2 separate regions of the Mus musculus genome follow, and region 2 is linked to region 1. The links are chromatin contacts, called in public HiChIP or PLAC-seq maps. All regions are on one chromosome and are shown on one strand. Each heading gives the region's core, a stretch centred on a gene start, on an enhancer-like site or on the middle of the called end of the contact. The rest is flanking DNA. Distances are from core to core; before and after follow the strand shown. Region 1 overlaps Gm5544 (predicted gene 5544). Region 2 overlaps Zfp697 (zinc finger protein 697).

Evidence for each region. HiChIP or PLAC-seq counts read pairs in DNA pulled down with a chosen protein or histone mark.
Region 2: a contact with region 1 is called in an H3K27ac HiChIP or PLAC-seq map of microglia, with 5 times the contacts expected there. The contact joins two enhancer-like sites. A contact is called at or near these places in 1 of 15 datasets of contacts at CTCF or cohesin (large pre-B cells), 2 of 115 datasets of contacts at active chromatin or transcription factors (embryonic stem cells and microglia) and 1 of 9 other capture datasets (embryonic stem cells).

The regions. Positions count from the first base shown.
Region 1 is chr3:97,930,859-97,934,959 of GRCm38.p6, forward strand. All of the region lies in intron 1 of Gm5544 (predicted gene 5544), which reads left to right. Among named protein-coding and RNA genes, the nearest start is that of Gm5544, 2.7 kb to the left of the region's middle. Within about 2 kb of position 2,588, at least 135 of the 459 cell types and tissues checked have an H3K27ac peak or open chromatin away from gene starts, as enhancers often do. A contact at or near this core is called in microglia, where this site is marked.
Region 2 is chr3:98,425,986-98,430,091 of GRCm38.p6, forward strand. Zfp697 (zinc finger protein 697) reads left to right here. Exons shown (of 3, transcript NM_172863.4): 3 at 1,177-4,106. The coding sequence ends at 2,645. Among named protein-coding and RNA genes, the nearest start is that of Gm4450, 29 kb to the right of the region's middle. Within about 2 kb of position 1,681, at least 202 of the 459 cell types and tissues checked have an H3K27ac peak or open chromatin away from gene starts, as enhancers often do. A contact at or near this core is called in microglia, where this site is marked.

The sequences.
Region 1 (4,101 bases), core at 1,338-3,837:
TAATGGCGCTTGTCTTCTGTAATGGCATTGCCTCACAGCAGATTCAGAGCGCTTTCCCTAGGAATGGTGAGGACACCACCTTACCTGGATGGTGAAATCCAGCGAACACATCAGCCTTTATCTTTCCTCTGGGCAGCGTTGGATGCTGATGACCACATCTGCCTTGACGCACTCACTGTTTTCCTTTGATTTCCATGCACTGCTTTGCTTTGCTTTGCTTTGTTTTTGTTGTTTTCCACCTTAGCCATGGCTCATCCGCATCCTTTGCAAGTTTCTCTTCCCTTATAAGCTCCTGCAGTGTTGCTGCTAGAGATCCTGTACTGTACCAGCCGTTTTACTTCATATCTTCAAGGGAAGTCTAGCCCTCCCATAGCACTATGAGATCTATATATCAATAGTAGCTTCCCCAGAATTCCACATCTATATATTCAGTTTCCACACAGAACCCCACTTGGGAATTCTGAAACCTTATTAGCCAACTCACTCCCCCAAAGCTATTCTTCCTGTAGTGCTTGTCACCCCAGTATATGCTATATGCCAGCTTACCTAGTAGCCTGGGACTCACCCTTGATTACTCTCCAAATCCCATCAGCACCACATTCAGTAAGACATCCTCCTTGAGCACCCACATCTCCCACTGTTGCCGTCGCCATCTGGTCTGTGTGTGCACTGTCTGCACGCACTTGGGGTTCTACCTTCTGTCAGCCTCTTGCCTGCTGTTTTTCTCTGCTTGCTTTCTATCGGCCATCAAGATGTCGTTCCCATAACTGATAAATCCATGTCTTGTTTATAGCCCTTTGGCTTTAAAGTGACCTCTAGATCTTGTCTGAGGTTAACAGCTCATAGCTCTTCAGCAGCAGGGCTGTGCCACAGCCAGACTACACCCTGCTTCCTCTTCTAGATCTCCACAAATGCACTTTCCTTTCCCTGACACATTCTACCGCAGGGCCTCAAATGTATCCAGACTGAGTTCTAACCTCACAATGGCATTGATCTGGATCAGAACTGAACCTGGACGCTGAATTTTTAAATAACTCTATGTTAAGATCATAATTTAAACTGGGTATGTTGATATATGCCAGTAAGTCCAGTCGCTGAGAGGCAGGGGTTTTGCTGGATTGCAGCTAACATAAGCAAATCTTGACTCAAAAAAGGAAAAGGAAAGGAACCCCCCACTATAATGCACATGAACATGTATTTAACCAGGTTCACTCGGGATTGATGTTAGCACAGCTGAATGCAGCCAGGGAGGAGGTGACTTTGAAGTACACTCGAAGGCATCCTTGTTCCTCAGCACGGCATTTTATCTTGGGAATTGTTCTTCTTTCCAGCTAGCTTCTACCCCTCTGCTTACCTCCCTACCCTCACCCCTGTCGTCCCACACTTAGCCCTACATGGATCCAGTTTGCATGCTGTGGTAGCTGCTGTGAGGCTGCGGTTTATTAGGCTCAGACTGCAACAGGAAGGCATTGAATCGAAAGCAGAGGGGAGGAAGCACAAACCGATACCCACCACAAAGCTGCTGAGTGCCCGGCGTGACCCAAGACGCACCCTCTGGTGAGGGAGCAAGAAGCCACAGGGTTTAATAAATCATCACCTTCATCTACTTCCCTCACAGCCTTCCTGGGTCACCGCAGCATAGAGACAAAAAGCCACTGGTGGGGGGCAGGGGGGGCGGAGAAATGGCGACATGGTTAAGATCACTGACTGCTCTTGCAGTCCACATAGTGGTACACAACCATCTGTAATGTGTGTGTGTGTGTGTGTGAGAGAGAGAGAGAGAGAGAGAGAGAGAGAGAGAGAGAGAGAGAGACCCTTATACACATAAAATAATTTTTTTTAAAAAGAAAAGGCACCAGAGATATAGAGACTAAGGGAAGGTTTCAGAAGCAAATGGCTGTGGACCAACTATTCATTGCTAATGCCTTATTCTAGCCCAGCTCTGAGTTCAGGCCAGCCCCGAGGATGAAAATCTGGGGAGGGTATTGGTTAATCGCTCTCAGCCTGTGCTGATTCCCACGTCCTTGGTAAACCTTCGCTGTCTGTCTACCTGAAACGCTGTTTGTAGTGATGCAGACTCTTTGTATCTATCGGGTTTCCTGACTAACGGGAACTCCCATGTTCCATGTGCGTGCTATACCCTGTGTCCTAGGTGAGAACGCTTATTTCCCGGTCCCTCCTTCAGTGGGGAGAGAAGAGAAATGGGAGGATCAAAAACATTTTGCGTCTGATTTTACCACAGCCTACCTATGTGTATTTCTTCCCCTTACTATCAAAAGTGATAATCCCAAAGCCTGGAGTATATGGCAGGGCGTGAAAGGTATGGAATGCATACTTTAAGCACCAGGAAGGCTGGGAAATCCCCAGGGTGCACAGCACAGCGTCTTAGAATTCACCTCCCTGGCTACCTCAGAATCCGGGAGGGGAGAGCCGGCCCCTGCTTTTGAAGAGTCAGAACTCAGAGAATCTTTCCTCCACCTTCTCAGTGTGGAGGAAAGGATGCTTTGCTTGGCTAGAAGTAGGCTCTTGGGTCTTCACAGGGTGCCAAGCTCACACTTCAGAGAACAGAACAGGAAGTGCTGTTCACGCAGCTGGGAGGAGGGCTTGCTTGAGCCTGAGCCTGTTAAGTTCCCCTCTCACCCTTTGACCCAACCAGGGCTGACTGGAGGCTCACTGGGGAAGAGATGAGATGTGCCCTGGGGTCTCGCTCGTCCCTTAGCTCAAAGCATGTTTAGCTTTCGGCTTCTGACCCAGCTCTGCCAAGACCCAGCTCAATGCTGAAACTAAAATGGAGGCATCTGGGACATAACATAGTGGGAGGTCAGGGAGACGTTTTTTGGAGAAATGGGTTTCCTTTTCTGGCATTAGCGTCTTTACAAGTGGTAGAGGTGTCTTGGCTTTAGCAACTTTGACAGCAGTGAGTTAGAAAGGCTCTAATAAGTGAAAGAATGGAGTCTGTAGTCAGGGAAATGTTTGAAATTCCCTTTCCCTTCCTCTTGCTTCCCAACCTCCCTCCTTCTCTCTCCTTATTCCTCATGGCTCTCTTCCTGTCTTCCCACCTTCCTTCCCACCTTCTTCAGGGAAGAGGGGACTGGGACTGGGAGGCACCAATTCAGCAAGCCTCAGTCTGGGCGTGTGCCTAGGGTTTACCCGCATGCTGCAATAGTCGAGTACATCCCTCAGGCGATGTGTAAGAATCATGAGTGCTTCCTCCAAACTGCAGTAGCTGGGTGACTGTATCTGTCACAGATTATGACCAGATGAGTCCATTACGTTCTTCTTTTTTTTTTCTTTTTAAAGATTTATTTATTTATTTATTTATTTATTTAGTATATGTAAGTACACTGTAGCTGTCTTCAGACATTCCAGAAGAGGGAGTCAGATCTCATTACAAATGGTTATGAGCCACCATGTGGTTGCTGGGATTTGAACTCTTCAGAAGAGCAGTCAGTGTTCTTAACCTCTGAGCCATCTCTCCAGCCCCCCATTGCAATCTTTAGAAAAGAAAAATTCATATGGGAACAGAGAATTCCTGGGCTGCTCACGGAGGCAAGGGCTTGGGTGCTGTGCATGAACAATAAAGAATAGATTTCAGTGTTAGTTTTTTAAAGATTTGTTTGGTGTGTGTGTGTGTGTGTGCGTGCATGAGTTGCCAGTAGAGGCCAGAAGAGGGTATTGGATCCACTGGGACTGGTATTACAGGCAGCTATCATCCATCTGATATGAATGCTTGGAACAGAACCCAGGTCCTCTGTAAAAACAGCAGGTATGGAGTTGGAGTGGTGGCTCAGTGGTTAAAAGCACTGTCTGCTCTTCCAAAGCAGCAGGGTTCAATTCCCAGTACTCACATGGCAGCTCAAACTGTCTGTAAGTCCAGTTCCAAGGGATCTGACACTCTCACGCCAGTGCATTTCAAATTAAAAAAAAAAAAAAAAAAAAAAAAAAAAGGCAGCAAGCTCACACTCTTAACTGCTGACTCATCTTTACAATCTCTCTGCATTTTCTTTTATTTTAAATGGGAGGGGCTCTCCTTTCCTCTCTCAACATCTTAACAAGTCACCTCTTACCTAAGGTTTGATGCTCTCATCTGGCAGGAGCAGG
Region 2 (4,106 bases), core at 431-2,930, 490 kb after region 1:
TCACGTTCATACATAATAGATGAATTTATATATGTATACACACATACACATATATTTTAAAGAGTGACTTAGCACAGTGCTGGGTGAAGTACATTGATATTTCTAGTTAAATCATCATTTCCTTCTCTAGAAGCAAATTTGGTGGTTAAGTGACCTACCTATGTCCATGAGGCTGATTACCCAAGTGCCCAAGTTCCTGGTTACCACTCTTGCTATTTCTGACCTGAAAGCAAGTTCTGGGTCTCTAGCCACTTCCCCTACCCTCGTGACCTCTCCCCCACTGAACAGAGATGGAGAGTAGAAGAGGGGGGGGGGTCCATTCTGTAGGTTCTGGGTATCAAAATTAAATTATAAAGCATGCGCGTCAGTGTAGCCCAGTGGTTCACAACCTGTGGGTCCTGACCCCTTTGTGGGCGTCTAATGACCCTTTCACAGGGGTTGGCCTGAGACCCTTGGAAAACACAGGTAATTACATTACAAGTCATAACAGAAGCATAATTACAATTATGAAGTAGCAAGGGAAGCAATTTTAGGGTTGGAGGTCACTACAGCATGAGAAATTATATATTAAAGGGTCGCAGCATCAGGAAGGTTGAGAACCAGTGCTATAGAGATGAGCTCTTTTGATTTTTTTTTTCTTAAGACTTGACTGCTTTTTGAGCACAAACTTGGTAGATGACAACACTGTTGCAATGTCAAAGGTTGGACATGCTTGCACGTTGTTCCCAGACTGACCAAATGGTTTTGTTGTTGTTGTTTTGTTTTAGAATCTGTCTGGGACCTGATGAGTCCTACTGGTCTCATACTTTCTGTGATTAACATGACTTGTGTTTTGAGGCTCTAGCTTTAGAAAGTATGGTTGAGAATCCCCCCTCCCACCCCCGCCTCGTTTTTTTCTTCTGGAAACATATTCCCATCTGGTACAAACCTAGCCATTCGCAGGCTTCAGGTGATTCAGCTGAGCAGAAGCTGGGGTGTCTAGTAGGCGGTGTCTGCCAGGAGAGTTGGCAGTGGGGCAGAGTGCATTATCCTTTAGTCTTAGCAGGAGGAAACTGGTAGGGAAGAGGCCGAGTAAAAAGTAGGGGTAAGGGGGCTGGGGGAGGGGCATTACTCCTTTGGCTCACCCTCCTGGCACATCAGGTCTAGTTGACCCCATTGCCAACTTGTCTGTTGCAGAGGGGCGGCTGAGTGAGGAAGAAAGGGCTATCCTCCGTGAGGAAGAGGACGACCAGCCTGGTGTGGCTGACATGGCTCTGTTCCCAGGACTGTCAGAATCTGACAGCATATCCCGGAGTCCGCGGGGAGAGGAAGATGAAGAGGAGGAAGACGAAGAAGAGGAAAGCGCTGGGGAGAACCGCTTGATAGAGGAGGAAGATCCATTGCCTACTCCCGTGCTTCCTTGGAGGCGTCACCTCTCCCTGGGCGGTCGACACCGGGGTGACAAGCCTGCTCACCGCCGCTTCCACCGGCTCCATCACCCCATGGCCATGGACCTCGGGGAACTAGACAGCCTGATGGCCAGTATCATGGACGCGCCCACCATCTGCCCAGACTGCGGGGAGAGCTTTAGCCCGGGCGCCGCATTCCTGCAGCACCAGCGCATCCACCGCCTGGCAGAGGCCGCCGCCGTGGCCAGCTTGGAGCCCTTCGGTTTGGCCGGCGAGTGCGGAGGAGTGGTGGGGATGATGGGCATGGGTATGGGCGTGGGCATGGGCGTGGCCGGCGGCTTCGGGGCGGGGCCCACGCTGGCCCGGCCCCCTCGCGAAAAGCCCTTCCGCTGCGGGGAGTGCGGCAAAGGCTTCAGCCGCAACACCTACCTGACCAACCACCTGCGGCTGCACACGGGCGAGCGGCCCAACCTGTGCGCCGACTGCGGCAAGAGCTTCAGCTGGCGCGCCGACCTGCTCAAGCACCGGCGCCTGCACACGGGCGAGAAGCCCTACCCGTGCCCGGAGTGCGGCGAAGCCTTCAGCCTCAGCTCGCACTTGCTCAGCCACCGGCGCGCGCACGCGGCGGCGGGCGGCGGCGCGGGCTCGGCGGGCTCGGCGGCGGCGCTGCGGCCCTTCGCATGCGGGGAGTGCGGCAAGGGGTTCGTGCGCCGCTCGCATCTGGCCAATCACCAGCGCATCCACACCGGCGAGAAGCCGCACGGCTGCGGCGAGTGCGGCAAGCGCTTCAGCTGGCGCTCGGACCTGGTGAAGCACCAGCGCGTGCACACGGGCGAGAAGCCCTACATGTGCTCCGAGTGCGGCGAGACCTTCAGCGTGAGCTCGCACCTCTTCACGCACAAGCGCACGCACTCGGGCGAGCGGCCCTACGTGTGCCGGGAGTGTGGCAAGGGCTTCGGCCGCAACTCGCACCTCGTCAACCACCTGCGCGTGCACACCGGCGAGAAGCCCTTCGGCTGCGGCCAGTGCGAGAAGCGCTTCAGCGACTTCTCCACGCTCACGCAGCACCAGCGCACGCACACCGGCGAGAAGCCCTACACATGTCTCGAGTGCGGCAAGAGCTTCATCCAGAGCTCCCACCTCATCCGCCACCGGCGCATCCACACCGGCAACAAGCCTCACAAATGCGCGGGCTGTGGCAAGGGCTTCCGCTACAAGACGCACCTTGCACAGCACCAGAAGTTGCACTTGTGTTAGGGAGGGCATCCGAATGAGGCGGCGGTGGGAGTCGTCTGGCTACTGATCTGTAGATGTTGGGGAAGGGGCAGGAGGGACAGTCTGAGAGTGTCTGGGGGAGCCTTTTGGTGTTTGCCACCCCACCCCCCAGGAGATGGTTAATAAGAGTTGTTACTTCGAGGTGCCTACCTCCACCTTCAAAGTAACTCTTAGAAGATGTGCTTGACTTGATAGCTTACTTAAATACACACTGCGAAGAGTGAAAAGCTTGGAAAAGCAGAGTTGGGAGGACCCCGAGGAAAGGCATTTGGGGCTGTGTAGAGAGGCTTGGACTGTGTGAGAACTGAGATAGGTGATTTGTTTAGAGTTACAGGCGTACAACAAAAAGCGGGTAGAAATAAGAATGTCACACTCCCGGGGCATGGTAAGCCTGAGTTTGCCCTAACACCTCACTTATCAGCTCTATTACGACCCTTCTCATCCCTATAGAAGAGGTTGCTAAGTATCCACTTCCCTTTCTATGAGCCCCAGCTGCTATTTTGAGACATCCTGGGGAAATCGAGCAGAAAAACTGCACAGTTATGTCAAAGGGCAAAAGTTTAGAAATCCACATACATTGGTTCTTAGATCTCTTAGGAAATCCTGCACCGGTTTCTTCGCTAATTCTTGAAACTGCTCAAGCTTCATGTAGGGTCAGGGGTGCCTAGGGATGGCCCCATCTGCTATGTAAATTAGGACTTGCCTGCCAGGTCTCAGCTGTCAGTGGAGAGTAGGTTTCAGGAAACCGGTAGACTGTCAGCAGCTGCCTCAGAAACTGTTCACAAAAGTCAACTAGCTGGCTCAGTTTTGCTGGCTTTGTGTAGATTTGTGTAGAGCAGGAAAGCCAAGTTCACAGGTTGGGGTGCCTTCATTTGCATGCGTGTGCCCTGACCCCAAGAACCCCCAAATTACTCACAAATTAATGAGAGATGTGATCCAAACAGGATTTTCGTCCCTGCCCCATCCCCGACCCCCCACCTCCGACCCCCATATATAAGAGGCACACATGTCCACGTGGAGGGCACAGTCAGGGAGAGTTGGAAATGCAAAATTGCCAAATAGCACAAACAGTGAATGTTTTCCAGTTATACGAGATGCCAAAATAGCACTTTTGTATTTAACAGAGTGCTTTATGCTTTTTAATGACTGTTAGTGTTTCTCACATGCCTGTGAGATACATCAGCATTGCAAACTGTGACTGGGGAAAGTCTGGGGGAGGAGTGTGGTAAGCCTTTCAGAGAAAGGCCCAGGGCAATGAATGGTGGAGCCTGCCCTTTTGTGTTCCAAGCTCGGTTGCGAGGATGACTTACGTGCTCTGATTTATATCATAAAGCAAGAAGACTGAGCATTCTTACACTTGATGGAAAAATTAAAGCCTAGAAGGACCAAAGATGTCCTTATTGACAAAGCTGGCCTTTGTCACCTGATTCCAGTATTCTCACT